2 separate regions of the Choristoneura fumiferana genome follow, and region 2 is linked to region 1. The links are chromatin contacts, called in public Hi-C maps. All regions are on one chromosome and are shown on one strand. Each heading gives the region's core, a stretch centred on a gene start, on an enhancer-like site or on the middle of the called end of the contact. The rest is flanking DNA. Distances are from core to core; before and after follow the strand shown. Region 1 holds the start of LOC141437572 (fork head domain-containing protein FD4-like). Region 2 holds the start of mRF1 (mitochondrial translation release factor 1).

Region 1 (2,672 bases), core at 47-2,546:
TCAACACTCGCACCAAAAAACGACTTTGCTCTCTTGTTGCACAAATAACTATTGTATGTGCATGTATGCGTGAGTGCGTGAGTCTATTACCTCCACGCTAAAACGCCTGAATGGATTTGGATAAAATTTGGTATGGAGATGCCTGGACTTATACTTTTTATCTTGCTACTCCCACGGGCTCTGGTAAAAGTAACAAAATTACCACCTCCAGGATTTTTGGAGACATTAAATTAGGCACGGGTGTTTTTTGGCAACTTACCATGCTGTTATTTTTGGAAATTCCTCTAGGAATGTTTTAGAAATCCCAGAATTTCAATTGCGATAGATCTAAAGGTTTACGCGTGCGACCCCGCGGCTAAAGGCTATATAGTTATCTTATAATTTCATATCATTAACTTTAACATTAACATGTTTCTAGTTTCATATTTAGGTACGTAGGTAATTACTACCTCGTAGAGTCATGAGGTGGGAAGTTAAACAATCTCTATAGTTAGTCGAGAGACATCTGAGTTAAGATAGGTTCTTTAAAGGAAGTAACTTTTATTAATACCTACCTCCAGTCGTTTCCAAGAAGAAGAATACAACTTTTCAACTATAATGGGTGCAGTCATTACGATGCTTATATGTAATTAGGTTTGGTTAAAATAAAATACAAAAAAACATTAACGAATTTCCATATCTCATACAAAACTTAAAATTATTTTGTTACATTGATTTTATTTTGTTTCAGTGTGTTGTTTGTAAATTAGAACGAAACTACTTTTGTATGAAAATGCGATGAACGGCGAGCGTACTGGTGACTACTTACTACTCATAAAACATAAACATAATAAAACAAAATATACATTATAAACATAAAAAACACACATATGGTATGTGCTAGTGCTGCACTCTGACGGGATAAAATTGCAGTAATATTCCCTATTTAGCAATTTCATACTGACACTCACTTATTTTGAAACTTTTCAAAATAAAATGTATCGTTATATCAGGCGCAACGTTATCCTTCTCTTCCTGTTCCTTCCTGCGGATGCAGCGTCCAGTAGGCGCCCTTGCCGGGCCGGTCCGGCCGGCGCGGCACTTCACGAAGCAGTCGTTGAAGCTGAGGTTGTGGCGCAGCGAGTTCTGCCAGCGCTGCGTGTTGCGCCGGTAGTACGGGAACCGGTCCGTGATGAACCGGTAGATCTCCGACAGCGGCAGCATGCGCTCCGGCGAGCTCCAGATCGCCATCGCCGTTAAAGAAATGTACGAGTAGGGTGGCTTGTTTCTAAGATTCGCGCGGTGGCGGCGGCATGGTCACGCCGTGTGCGCGAGGCGTGGCGGCCGGGCGGGGCCCGGGCCGCGCCGCCCCGCGCTCTGTCGCCCGCAGCTATGATAACGAGGATGCCACTCGCCGAACAAACCGCATCTCACTCTTATGTACTAGGTATCACTATTATTACCGAAGTGATTGACTACGCAACGTTTATACCTTTTGTATAAATACCTACACGCAGTGTTATACAATAGCGACTTACGATTACGAGAGTTACATTGTAAAGTATCTAATAATGATAGGTGGGTGATGTTACCTACATTCTTAGCTAGGGAAATATAAATCATCCAAAACGAAAGAGGCGTATTTTGAGAACAAGATAACTGTATCCGAATTGAAATAAACTTTCTGTATTGAGACTTTATTTTCACACGTTTAATGAAATGTAGTTGGCGTAAAGTAGAGCTTACGCCATCTAGCGTCGAGTAGCGGCATTTTTGATTTACAAATAAATAAGTTAGGTAGCTGTGTGCGTGTGCATGTATATATGTATTATGTTTGTTTCTCCTCCATGTAAAACGAATGGGCGGATTTAGATGAAATTAGTTATATAAATGAGTAAATGTCCGGAACAACACATCACAAGTCACTTTTATCCCAAAATTCTCACAAGATCGAATTAATTCCCAAAATTTTAACCGCTAAAATTAGACATAAAATTTTGCGCGGTGGCTTTTCGCAACGTTAGTAAAATTCACGATGTAGATTTTGGGGGTTCCTTTGAAAATTCAGTGAAATCCTGGAATTTCAACTGAGTGCGAAGCCGTGGATTAATAGAGGTGACATAATAATGTATCTACTCTTATAAGATTATATGAAAATTGCACTGAATCTTTATAGAAATAAAAAACCGCTTAATATCTCAAATAAAACAATAGACATTATGTAACAATTTTATATTTAAAAATCATTTTACACATGATTGAAGAGACAATACGATCAACAATTGTACATTTTTTTTAAATCTCATAGTGCGCGAATGACAGTAGGTAATACAGAATTAATTGTAAATACACTAAGACCTATTTGTTGCACATTTTACTATTGATTCACAGCTTTCCAGTGAGCTCTGGTACTGCCTTAAACAAGTCAGCGACCAGACCATAGTCTGATACCTAGAAAAAAGAAAATGTGTTATAAAAAAAGCCATAAAATCATGCTAAAAACAGCAGCAGCAGCATATATTTGTAGGATATAAAGTTCTCACTGTGTGGTATTTTAAATACAATAAACTTTTATCACGTTAGACAAGAAACTGTAATTTGTGATGTGTAAGCTTAGAACAATGCTTATTTGTATAAATAAAATAAATACAAGGGTTTGTGTACATTTTAGGGGTAATAAGAATAGGAACCTG
Region 2 (2,672 bases), core at 127-2,626, 170 kb before region 1:
GTGATACAAATGATTATCCTTATTTGATTTAGAAAAAGGCTGGCAGCTAGCATAGTAATTTAAACAAGGAAATGCTTCCAGCCTTTTGGGCACCATGGAGCACAGAAGCTCTCTTTAGAATTAATTCAGTCTGAAGTAATCAGTTTTTTTCTTTTTAATTTAGTAATGATGTGTAATTGTCTATCTCTATGGAAATATTTATAGACTCATTTTAGCTGAATAATGCCAAGTTTTTTAATTATTGGTTCTCATTTATATATTTAGTAGCAACTAAATATTCACCTGTGATTTTCTCTCAGCATTGACCTTTGAAGATTGTTCTTCAAGCTGTTTCTGTAGCAGGAGTGTTCTTAATTTCTGCATTGCAATCTCTTTGTTCTTTATCTGAGACCTACCTTCTTGGCAGTCAACTACAGTACCGGTGGGCAGGTGAGTAATTCGCACAGCGCTATCAGTTGTATTGACATGTTGTCCACCAGCACCACTTGCTCGTTTTGTTTCTATCGAAATATCCCGTTCGGGGATATCCAATTCAACTTCTGTAGGTTGAGGTAAAACTGCTACAGATACAGTGCTAGTGTGTATACGGCCTCCTTTCTCAGTTGACGGGATTCTTTGGACTCTGTGTACTCCAGCCTCAACTCTCATGAGCTCTGGGACACCAATGCCCGATATCAACATTGAGCCTTTCCGTAACCCCCCAATGTCAGACTTTTCAATTGATGCTATATTTACATCCCAGTCCTTGTACTTTGCATATGAGTCATACAAATCAAAGAGTTCTCGTGCAAAAAGCATCGCTTCTTGGCCGCCGGCGCCTGCAGTAACTTCTAATAGGATACCACCATCTGATAAATAAGGTTGCAGTAATACCGCTTGCAGGTCGCTGTCTATCTGCTTCAGTCGTGATAGATATATTTCCGCTTCCTCTTTAATCATCTTCTTGATTTCATCATCGTCACCTTCTTTTTTGTTGAGTTCTCTGAGCGACTCAATGCTGTCGTATAAAGCTATTCTTTGCTCAAGCACGTTTACAATGGGTTTGATAGCTCTAAGGCGTCTAACTTCTTCGTCGGAGCGACGTGTCTTCACGAGCAAGTTTTCATGTTCAACCATCAAATGACTAAGATACTTCTGCACCGCTGGATCAGATAACTTCACAGTATTTTCAGAAGAATAACATTGACGGAATAGGAGAGAATATCTTTCGAATTTAGCCAACGATCTCAAACCAAAAACCTTTGAAAGCAACATGTTTGAATGTTAACAAACTGTAATTTTCTTAGTTATAAGTAATTTCTTTTATTGAGTTTTCTGTTTCTGCCAACTTTATAATAACATTTCGATTTGGAGGTTATTTCATTTATTGACATTGACATACATCATATTCATAATATGTCGCATGATAGACTGACAGCTGTCAAAATGAAGTCTTATTTTCTTATTTCAACGGTTTCAAAAATTATTTTATCGTAACAGCAGGTAGCAATAAAATAATTATTGATAAACAAAACAATTTGATTAAATTAGCAGTTCTAATTTTTTCGTGTGCTAGCGTTATCAAATAGTTAAACAGTACTAATCTGCCATCTTTTGTTGAGTAGCTGTACTGAATCGTTTGCATAGTGACTTGAATATGAATACTTTGTTTTTTGTATTGTTCAAAAGATGGAGCTATAATCAACTCTTTTTCTCTGCCATCTGGTGTTGAATAGAAAAACTATTTTGGTTCTTAAGCTTAAAATAGATGGCGCAATCGTAGCTGAAAATAGAAGGATTTTATAAAACAACTAGCGGTTGCCTGCGACTGTACACTTGCTCGTAAACAGTGTCGTACCATGCAGGCTACCTTGCTTGCAACCCCCCAAAAAAAACCCTCGACCTTAATGTGCCTGTCATGAAACCCGTGGTCGGTAAATGAGTCATTGCCCGTACTAATTTTCTTGTCATGAAGCCCAAGGTCGGTAAATGAGTTTGTTACTGCATGGCGTGCTGCAGCGCCAAGAGCGTAGTAAGCGGTATCGGCAATTTTTGAAAAAATATTAGTTTTTCTTTTACAAATATACAATTTTACTCACAAATGTGATGAAAAACATTGTATGTCGCACGGGCGGTACTAGGATTACGAACATCGACTCATTAAAGCCCGAAGTCGACTCGTTTGTAATTCTTTATTTACCACCCTTAAGACACAATGTACTATTACGTCTATTCTCAGACCTACCGAATATACACAAAAAAAAACAAAAATAGGTCAATCCGTTTCAGAGCAGTTTGGTTACAAACAATGTGACACGAGGATTTATACACCTATTAAAAAAGAAGAAGAAGGATATGTTGTGCATGAGGAACAGGTACATTGCAAATATTAATGCCTTGCTTACGGTTTCTCATTTCGAAATACAATATAGGTATAATATCGGTCGGTGCCTCAGCACGAGCCAGCAGGAGTAATTGAAACCCAATATAAAGTGCGTAGGTGAGGTAGATGACTATAGGTCCACTCCTGCTGGCTCGTGCTGAGGCACCGACCGGCTTCAGACTGGAAGAAAATTATTTTCATGGTTTTTTGTAGTTGGTTAAATTTTTTGTTAAAAATGTTTTAGAGTAATGCACTTGCGGCGTGAGGCGGCTCACTGCCCGCCGCTCGCAGTAGAGACCCGGCTTAAGAA

The links. Hi-C and Micro-C count contacts between places; a contact is called where the count stands out from the background.
Region 2: a contact with region 1 is called in a Hi-C map of whole pupa, with 7 times the contacts expected there. The contact joins the promoter of mRF1 here to the promoter of LOC141437572 in region 1. A contact is called at or near these places in 2 of 2 Hi-C or Micro-C datasets (both in whole pupa).

What each region holds. Positions count from the first base shown.
Region 1 is chr18:17,130,434-17,133,105 of NRCan_CFum_1, reverse strand. It overlaps LOC141437572 (fork head domain-containing protein FD4-like), which reads right to left and starts at 1,296. Exons shown (of 2, transcript XM_074101003.1): 1 at 1,083-1,296; 2 at 892-1,080. The coding sequence starts at 1,296. The coding sequence ends at 1,001. wal (electron transfer flavoprotein subunit alpha wal) reads right to left here. Exons shown (of 7, transcript XM_074102125.1): 6 at 2,670-2,672; 7 at 2,197-2,430. The coding sequence ends at 2,365.
Region 2 is chr18:17,300,322-17,302,993 of NRCan_CFum_1, reverse strand. It overlaps mRF1 (mitochondrial translation release factor 1), which reads right to left and starts at 1,376. Exons shown (of 2, transcript XM_074102372.1): 1 at 283-1,376. The coding sequence starts at 1,254.